Regions from separate parts of the Anas platyrhynchos genome. Here region 1 is linked to region 2. A link is a contact called in public Hi-C data. All regions are on one chromosome and are shown on one strand. Each heading gives the region's core, a stretch centred on a gene start, on an enhancer-like site or on the middle of the called end of the contact. The rest is flanking DNA. Distances are from core to core; before and after follow the strand shown.

What was found. Hi-C and Micro-C count contacts between places; a contact is called where the count stands out from the background.
Region 1: a contact with region 2 is called in a Hi-C map of skeletal muscle, with 2.7 times the contacts expected there. The contact joins the promoter of LMCD1 here to the enhancer-like site in region 2. A contact is called at or near these places in 2 of 8 Hi-C or Micro-C datasets (liver and skeletal muscle).

Annotation. Positions count from the first base shown.
Region 1 is chr13:1,002,041-1,007,004 of IASCAAS_PekinDuck_T2T, reverse strand. It overlaps LMCD1 (LIM and cysteine rich domains 1), which reads left to right and starts at 3,379. Exons shown (of 6, transcript XM_027467415.3): 1 at 3,379-3,640. The coding sequence starts at 3,383. It overlaps LOC119718295 (a long non-coding RNA gene), which reads left to right and starts at 3,766. Exons shown (of 2, transcript XR_011812589.1): 1 at 3,766-4,964.
Region 2 is chr13:966,712-971,731 of IASCAAS_PekinDuck_T2T, reverse strand. No RefSeq gene overlaps it. Among named protein-coding and RNA genes, the nearest start is that of LMCD1, 34 kb to the left of the region's middle. Within about 2 kb of position 2,226, at least 2 of the 8 cell types and tissues checked have an H3K27ac peak or open chromatin away from gene starts, as enhancers often do.

The sequences.
Region 1 (4,964 bases), core at 2,130-4,629, 34 kb before region 2:
TGGCCTTAATTATCCAGATGCAAAAGTCAGAGGGCAGGAGAGCTGCTGCCTGCTTCAAAGTCACGGCTGAGGCAATATGAGCGGCAGGCACATCAGTGAGGGATAAAAACACACAGTTGGACCTGGCAAAATCCATCTTAGAAAGCACTGATCTGCCCTGAGAGATGTGTACTGCTGAGACATTTTAAATCACGGAGTGAGGCACTAGGAACGACAGCTCTCCGCAGATGGCCCAATACATCTTTCCTCCCCTGTCCTCAGTGATCCCAATAAACTCCTGACCCTACAGACAAATAACGATGAACTCAAAGGAGACAGGAAGTCTGGTTTCATCTGCAGCATCATGTCAAAAGAAGAGAGGAGCTCTGCTTGGTTAAGAAATGATTACTAATTCCTAAATTTTACTGACATTATTTCAGCCAGCAGCTATTTTTGTCGAAGCCATGCTCCAGTGACACCTCTTTGGGGATCGTTTTGTCCTGATACACACTGCTGGTGAGTCAACAGGAAGCCCAAAATCTCTCTTTCTCATAGTTGAGCATCTTTCCCTTTTGTCAATTTGTCGTCAATTTATGGGCCATGACTACCGCAGAGATTTAGCTGTGTTTAGTCATGGGATGATTTTGTCTCTTCCTAGCAAAGAGCTAAGTATAGCACAGACTCATTATTCAGAGGCCGTCAGTGATAACTGGCGTTGGCGTCTGGCCCGGCTCAGTTTGAGCGTTCGGGTCCTCCTCGGTGCTGACTTTAACTTTCCTTTGCCTCTCCCCCTCCGCCCTCATCTCTGCTCCGCAACCTGCCGTGACGCGGAGGCAGCTGGCATCCTGCAAGGCAGCAGTCACGCCTGTGCCTTCCCGATGACAGCCAGCATCATTCAGAAAACTGGAGACTGAAATATGCAAAATCCGGCTCGGTCCAGCTTCCCGTCCCTGAGAGCAGCCACTGCCAGGTGCTTCACCCGGTGTTTCTGAGCACCAGAAATAATCTGCCCTTGATGTTGTATCATGGGCTGCCTAGGATTAGCTGCAGCTTATCGTGTTATTTCTCTGTGTTATCATCAATTACAACAATCCCAGATGTATTTTGTTGTAGATATAAGCATTTTGGGTGTTTCTGAAACCCGTTCAGATCTTAGTTTGATCCTCTTCCAACAGTAAGCCTAATTACACAGGGTGCCAACCCCTGCTCCCACGCTGACGGACAGCCTCCGTTGTGTGGGGGCAGCTCAGCCACCTGGGCACCTGGCACCCTGCAGCTCTTGTGGAAAACCACACCAGGAAGCAAAACTTGTGCTTTTTCACAGAATGCATCCCCACCGCCCGGGTTTGCTGCCCACGAGCAGGCTGCCCCCCTCCACGCGTGCAGGAGGCGCAAACCTCGCCGCGGGGGAGCGGGGACCGGCGGCAGCGTCCCCGAGCGGGGGGGCCTGGCCCGTGACCCCGTGCCTTGCGGGGCTGAGAAATCCCTCTGTAAGTTCTTTCCTACTCCCCAGGTTGCCATGTGCATGTGTGGATTGGGAAAGTGAGTTAATGTCATCCCATTGCCATTTCAAGTGTTTTCTGTGGCTGCCAAGCCCTTGGTGACACGGGCCTGAAAAACAATATCCCCGCGCTGCTCCCGCTGCCGCTCTCCACATGCCTCTGTAAGGTCAGGCTCACGCTGTCCCCGGCAGGACTGCGTCTCTCCACAATTTCTCTTCTGCATTTGCTTCTTAGCCCAGATTGTTCTGAGGATGTTTAAATATCTCCTCCAAAACATGTAAAATCGCTCTGCTATCAGGGCACGTTCCCTCCCCAGGAGGCTTCCCAGCCCCGGTGCCCACGGCCTCTCTGCTGGAGCAGGCTGCTACCACCTCCGTGGCTGCCGCGGGTTTTTCTCAGAGCAGGGAACCCCTCCGCAGGGCGAGGAGCTGCTGGGGGGCGAGCACACGGCCTCAGCAGGGCTGCAGGGACCAGCCCAACGATCACAGCCATTGCGCAAGTGGGACCCCAGCTCCTGGGGCACCGCTTGCAGCCCCCAGTGGCAGCCACACCTGGGTGGAAGCTGCAGGGCGCCCTCCTCTCATACGATCTGTAGAGCCACGTCAGGACCACGCAGAGCACGGCCAGAGCATGGGACAGGAGCATGGACCCCACGCTGCCTTCCCGTCCCCTCGTGGGCACCTTTGCTGCCCTTCGTGCGTTTTCACACGGCCGCTGCAATTTGCAGTCCCTCGTTTTGGGGAGGCGTATCCAGGCACTGGGGACAACAAGCAACGTGAGCTCCGATGGCTCCTGCCGGGGTCACGTGCAGAAGCAGGTGAGCAAAAGGCACTTTGTGCCCTCAGAAACTGAATCCTGGTGAAAATGACCCCCACGCTTCCCTTCTTTGCGTGAATATCTGAAAGGGATCTCAGAAAATGTAACAGCAGGTGAGATACTGAATCAGTATAAGGTCATTTAGATCCTTTTTTATTTTAATTACACCAGTAAAGAAACAGTCCAGCCTGGAGCTGTGCCGGGTGCTGCTGGCAGCTGTGCTTTGCTTGCAGGACGTCAGGAGGCGGTCGGGTGCAGGTTCCTGGTATTTCAGCACGGTCCCGCCGGCGCCAGCAGGAGGAGGGCACAGCGGGGGGACAGGGGACAGGGCCAGCCGCCAGCCCGCGCGTGTGGGCCCTCGCCCTCAGCGGGACAAGGGGGCTTTGTGCTGGGCCTCCCTGCTAAAGCCAGAGCGGGCAGGAATGTCTGTGGGAAACTGCACAGGAGACCCTGCCCTTTTGTGCAAAAAAAAAAAAAAAGAGGAAAACAGAAAAACAACACCCAAAGGCTATAGGTCAGCACTTAGCATACGCTGAATTAGGAAGAGGAACATGGTTCCAGACACTTTCTTCTGCTCAGAACACAACAGAGTGGCTGCTGCAACGAAGTGCCCCAGCCTACTCCTGCTGGTCCCTGCGCTCCGGGTGGGAGCTGTGGTGGCTGGGGGGGATGGCGCAGAGTGGTCAGAGGGGATGGGATGGGGATGGGGATGGGGACGGGGATGGGGATGGGGATGGGATGGGGACGGGGATGGGGACGGGGATGAGGATGGGGATGGGATGGGGACGGGGATGGGATTGGGATTGGGATTGGGATTGGGATTGGGATGGGGACGGGGATGGGGACGGGGATGGGGACGGGGATGGGGACGGGGATGGCATTGGGATGGGGATGGGGACGGGGACGGGGATGGGGACGGGGACGGGGATGGGATTGGGATGGGGACGGGGACGGGGATGGGGACGGGGACGGGGATGGGATTGGGATTGGGATTGGGATTGGGATGGGGACGGGGATGGGGACGGGGACGGGGATGGGATTGGGATTGGGATTGGGATTGGGATGGGGACGGGGATGGGGACGGGATGGGGATGGGTTGCACCCAGCAGCGTTGCGCTGCGCCCCGCACCCTGCGCGCCTCTCCGGCGCACACGTGCGCGCAGCACCCAGCGCGCCCCGCCCGGCCCAGCCCCGCCGCGCGCCCATTGGCCAGGAAAGTTCGTTCCGGCGGCCGATTGGCCGGGGGCCGCCGGGGGCCGCCAATGAAAGGCGCCGGGCGGGAGGCGCGCAGCAGGCGGGCAGCGGGCGCTGCGCGGGACGGAGCCGGGCACGGAGCGCGCAAGGTGCGGGGCGGGGATGCGGGACGGGGATGCGGGACGGGGACGCGGACGCGGACGCGGACGCGGACGCGGAGCGGGACACGGGACGGGACGGGACGCGGCTGGGGGAGCGGGACCGTGCGGTGCGCAGCGGTGCGCGGCTGGGGGAGCGGAGCGGGACGGTGCGCGGTGCGGTGCGGTGCGCGGCTGGGGGTGCGGGCTGCGGGGCGGGATGCTGCGGTTCAGCCCCGCCGGGACGGTGCCGGTGCCGCCCCGGAGCCGGGCGCGGTTCCCCGGTGCTGCCCGTGCCGGGAGGCGCCGCTCGGTTCCGCGCCCTGCGGCTGGGGGCGGCTGAGCCGCGCAGTGCCCGGGGAGCGCCGCTGCCGGCCGGGACGGCTCCGCAGGGCTCCCGGCTCCGCTCCTGGCTGCGGTGACCCGCGGGGGATGGAGCCGCACCGGGATGGAGCCCCCGGGGTGTCCCGGCCCCGCTCCTGCCGCTGCGCCCCGAGCCCCCGTCGGTGCGGCTCTTGGGGAAGCCGCTCGGGGCCGTCGGGGCCAGCTCGTGTCGGGCCGAGTTTGTGCGCTGGGGGGTTCGTCCCAGGCTTTGTAGGGGCTGGGAAGTCCTCGTGCCCCTTGGTCGGGGTGCCAAAGGCTCGCTTTTACCTGGAAAATCCAGGTCTCTGCCACAGATGAGCAAACGAACCAGAATAACTGAAGCCCTCCCTTGGCACGGTGAGGGCTGAGTGGAAGGGGCTTTAATCGCTAAATAAAAACGTGTGGAACGGGTCGGCAGGGAGCAGCTGCTCTTACGGCCTTACTCGATGTACCTTTGTCACCGCATAGTTAGGGGATGAGTTAAATGCCTAATGTCAGCACTTCGAGGCTTCCACTCTGTTGTAATCTCATCTCCCGCTGCCAGATGGCTGTGGTGGGGCAGTGCCAGCACAGGGGCACCGCGGGACCTCCCCAGCCAAGGGATGGCAGCTTCCTGAGCTTTGTGCCAGTGCTGGCCTCGGAAACCCCTCCTGGGACAGGTCAGCCTCGGTCCCAGTGCCTCTGAGCAGTGCTGCTGCTCGAGCTGTTTGCTGGGTTTTGCAGAAGCTGGCTGCTTGGTGCAGGTTGCCCTGGGTGGTGTTGGTGCTCAGCAGCAAGGTGGGATGACCAAGGTGTTTGCTGTTCAGTGACACCTTTGCATGGGCAGGTGCAGCTGAGGATTGTGCTGCTGCTCGTGGAGCTGTGGTCTGTTGGTTTTCCTCAGGCATCACGGTGCTTCCTGCCTTGGCCAGGGCTTTGCTTGCAGGGCTGGAGATGCCCCGGGAGCAGCAGGGTAAGATGTGGGCAGCAAGGA
Region 2 (5,020 bases), core at 977-3,476:
CTGGGAAGCAGCACACCTGAGCAAATCACGACATCCAGCATTCAGGGAACCACTCATACCCGTTCACTGCCCTCCAGGTGGAAGCTGTGCTGCAGACAGGTACCCTGACCGAGCACTGAGGGGTGCTGTGGCAAGTCCACCCCTGCTTTCCGCGTTTTGCTTCCAGCAGGGAGGACAGTGCCACGCTGCCTGTACCCACCTGGCTGCAGGCACACCGCTGTGCCGGTCGGACACATTATTTTCAATCAGATTTTTTAAAGCCGGGCAAAGCGCTGAAATATTTCCCTGGGGGCAGCTATAATTCTCCCATTGCTTTCCTACTGCCTTTGCTAGGAATTTTCCCCACTAAATCACCTCTGTGCTTTGCACCCATGCCTCTCGGCTAGGCCAGGAGCCCGCTGCAGGCTCAGCCCCGTGGCTGCCCTGAGGACGTGGTGCTGGCGGGGGGCTCCAAGCAGGGCGCCTGGCGTTACGTGGGTGCAGGGTGTGCAGGCACAGCGCCTGGATGCGGTGCTGAGGAACTGGGCAGCTCATGGGTGGCTCAGCAGATTCCTCTGGAGCCCTGCACCGAGAGCTGAAGCACCGAGACTGTCAGAGACAGACGTTTTCTTTGTGCATGAACTTAAATAGCCTAACAAAACCTAGGCCAACTTAAAGAGCAGTGAATAAAGGTCTCCTTTGTAACACAAACCTATTAATGCTTTGCCAGGGCCTTCCCTTGAGACTGCCTAAATAAATTTCCTCGGATTGACATTGCTGGAAAAGCAGCCCTTTCAGAGAACCGGGACGGGAAGGCTGCTCTGCGGCGGGGCTCCAGCTGTTGGTGTCGCAGCGCTGACTTCACTCAGACAAGAGCTCATTTTTCACACCCAAGGAAAACCTGTAGCGATTTTTCTTTCCTTTTCTGGTGATGGTGCAGGGACTGAGCAAGTGCCTCCTCCAGGAAGCTCTAAATTCAAGTAGCCTTTAATTAACTAATCTGCTAATAGGTCATAGAAATTAAGAGAGCCGGGTTGTGTGCAGATCCCATAAGGTGTTTGCATGGCCCTAAAGGGGCCTGATCCTGGAGCTGTAGCTTCCTTTTGGGGGAAGGCAAACCAAAGCCCTACACGCACTTCCTGCTGCCCTCGCACATTCAGGGCCACAAACCAAAATGAAACGTTTTGTTCCCCAGCCTTTAATTTGCCTGAATTCCCTCCGCACAGAGGGCTGTTGTGCGAGTGGGCACGGCCAGCACAGCGCCGCGCTGTCCCTGCACTGCTTTTTCCAGGGTGTCTCCACGCCCCACGCTGCCAAACCACATCTCCTGGAGAGTGCCAGGAGCAAAAACCCAGAGAGGGCATTGGGAGCATGGCGAGGCCGGGCACGGTGCCCCTGAGCAGGCAGGCACAGGCCGGGCAGAGCCTGGGATCCAGGCTGCCGGGGAGCCTGGGGTCGGGTGGCAGGGGTGCTCCTCAGCTCTCTCTGCTTTGTTCTAGAAAATGTGCTTTTTCTGAATAACTCCCTGTATTTCCACCTGACACAGTATGAGTAATTCCAGCAAATCTGCTTTGTTTGGGGGACAAAGTTTTCGATCTTTGAAGCAGCCATCAAATTGCAGGTTTGCTTTTCACTCTGGGGAGGAACATCCTGCTTCCAGCAGCACGATCTCTGCAGCACCGCCCTGCGCAATGCCACTTCCCTCCCCAAATAACCCGCAGGTAACAGCCCGCGCGGGGCACCGGCACAGAGAAGCAGCTGCACAAGGTGACAACAGGGAGAGCTGCGGGAGGGCCTGGGGGTGCTGGGGGGCAGAGCCCAGGGAGAACAGAACTGTCCCAGGGCTCTGCCCAAACCAAAAGGGCTCAGCAGGACCCGAGTTTAGCTCCATTTCACCAGACACTTACTGGACTGATATGCCATGACTGCCGCTGGATTTTTTCCATAGCGTACTAATGTGAGAAGTGAAGGCTGAATTGCAGAGGTTAATAGTTTGTGCCCTTCCTTATCCTTAATGCAAACAAGCGGTGCCTCAGGACCAGGAGCACGCCATGAATATTCAGAGCACAGCTCCGAGCAGCCTCAGAAGCATTCTTTCTTTCCAAGAGAGGAATGGGGTGTTTGCAGAGGTGCTCTCTGAATATTTTGGCTGATCGCATTAATTGTTTTTCTCCACAGCCCACAATGGTGCCTTGTTCCTGCGGTTACTACTCAGGCGTGACTCCCACAGACATCCATGTGTGTTTTGTTTGAGCTGAGTGCCCGTGTCCGGCCCCAGCCCGGTGCCGCGTAGGGGCAGGCAGGAATCCAGGCAGAGCCGCGCAGGTTGGCAAGGATCAGAGCACAGGGCAGGAGTCTAAACTAAGAAGTGCTGCTTATATATTAACCCTGTCCAAATATTAACACTGCCCGAAGGATGTGGAGGTGCTACCTTGACATATCAGCATGAAAGATGTCATCCTCTGCATCCAGCTGTTACGTTTGTAAAACACCTCTCTGAGTGCAGGATCTGGCCACGAGCAGCCCGGCAGCAGGAAAAGCCCTGGTGGGGATGGATGCGTTCACAGGACACTTGTCATCCTGCGGTCTCCCATGGAGACTTGGCTGAAACCACTGCAGATTTTAGCCTGGGGCTGCAGGAGCAGCTGTGCACAGAAGTGAAATCCCAGGTATCCTCGTGCTGCCTGCAGAACGGGGCTGTAACGCGCAGCTGGGAGCGCAGTGCCCCAAGGCTGGAGGCAGGAGCTGCTCCTGGGCACACCAGCATGTGCAAGCTCCAGGCAGCAGCCAGCAGAACAGCCCTGCCATTTTTCAGTACAAACAAGATGAAAACGTTACAAATATCCTATGCTTTAAGACTTTTTTTTTTTTTTTTTTTCCAAAAAAGGACAAAAGTTTAGGCAAATCAAATCCCGGTGTTTACTTTTTCTCATCAGGAGGAGTAGGGTGCAGCTTGAATACCCCCGTGGCCCAAATTGTTTTGGTTTGGTTTATTTCTATCAACCTGACCCTTACACCTTTCATACTCTGAGGGTAGTTTGAATGTACCTCATCTATCTGAGGCTGCACCTACTCTTAAACCTTCGAGAGCAAACCTTTCTTTCACTGTACGTTATTCTGTTTGTTTGCTTTCTGTCTGGCTTTAGGCACTTCAGCAAGGCACAGTGTTCAGATTTTGCATCAGATCTGTGCTCATCACAGCTCAGTCCCTCAGGTGACTTACGTCTTTGAACGAGCACGAAAGCATCCTTTGATTGAGATCATTGCTTAGATTCTTCATGGGTGTAGGCATTTGCAGCAGCAGGGAAAAACCTGGACACTGGGCTGGGACTGGAAAGTTCTGGCATCAGGTTTTGGAGACTGAGGGCCTGCCTGAAGAGCCCAGGCTGCCAGAGATGGGGCTGGAGGCAACACCTCCCATGGCACAGCACGGCGGATTCGGGGAAGAGTGTTTACTTACAGCAACAGAAAATTTGCCCCTGGACTTTTCACTAAAAGAAAGCCAGGATTATTCAAAGACTTTCCTACAAATGTTGTTGCCTGGGGTAAAAATGTTTTCATTCCTTTTTCAGGATAAATTTTGAAGTGCCAGAAGCTCCTGCAACACTCAACAGCTACGTTGCAGATGATTTCGGTGACAATGCCGTATTGGGAGAAGTGTGTCCTCCCTCAAGTAGCTGCTCTTTACGGTCTCTTATTCATCAAAAAGGTACGGGAAGGCTGCCATGGAAGTGAGCATTCATCTGCTCATCCCCTGGCAGAGGAGTGAGGAGCAAACCCTGTGTGCTGTGGGCTCAGAGGCAGCGCAGGGACCAGTCCTGCTGTGTGCACGTGTCCATCTGTCCGGCGCCTTGTGCCCGGGTGCACGGTGCAGCCACCGTCCTGGGGCCAGGGCGCTCTGTTGGCAGCTGCTGATCCCTAAAATGCCCCGGCCAGCAGGTTGACATTTAGTGCTTTGGGCTGGGTTTGAACCCCATCAGACTTCCAGCCCCTACCATCTGCTTTCAACTGGGAAACAATAGGCTGGCAGAGCATCAGCCCCTCATGGCAGGGATTGAGGGGATAAATTGGAAAACTCAAACCAGATGCATTTTGTTGTAACAGGAAGCAATTGTATTGCTCTGGGCCTCTGATAAAATACATTTTCAAAGGGCTGAAATTGGCCTGAGGCAGCAAGCCTCTCCGTATTCGATCCTCTTTGTGCACCCCGCAGGACCCCAGCTTGCTCCGAGCCCTCTCCCAGCCAGCAGGAAGCGGGGCTGCAGCGTGCGTGCAGCACCAGCGGCCCTGCAGCGGAGCGTGAGGTTCTCACTGCCTTGTCATTCTGGCTGCTTTCAGCACAAATCCACTCGAGACAGATGCGAATGGCTTTTACTGGGAACTGCAGCTTTTTCCTGAGAGGCAGAGAGCTCCGGCTGTGCCAGGGCTGCCCCAGCCCACTCCACGGCCCCATCCCCTGGGAGGTGGCTTTGCCACCGAGGTTGTCACAGCGGGTGTCACAGGAAGCCACCAGGGCCTCGTCTGCCTTTTGCCCTGTCCCTCATGCAAAATGTCAACTCTGGAAGATCTCACCAGAGGCCTTTCCCTTCTCCAGAGGCCGTGGTTGCTCCTACACCCAGTGCTGCTCTCCGCACCCCATGTTTGCTCCCCAGCACCCTGTGTCCTACACCAGCTTTGTGCAGGTGTTTGTAGCACATGCAGTGCGGCTGCACAGCGCTGAAGACCGCCGATGAGTTTACAGGTACCATCAGCTGGCTCCAGGTTACTCTAGGTTTCATTACATCCGATTATTTCATGCAATTTATCTCCAAGCTGGGCTCAAGCATAGCTGGGTGCAGTCGCTGCTCTTGCACTTTCCAGGACAAACCAACACCATGATCGTGCAGCTGCTAACAGCAGTCCCAGGGCTCAGGCTAACTTTCAGATGGATTTCAGCATTTTCAATTCCAGCTGCAATTTTTAATGTCTGCTGAGCAAATGTCTGTAATAGTGATGAAAGGATTTCTTTTTATGATTTACTACAAAGAACAGACTTTGAAAC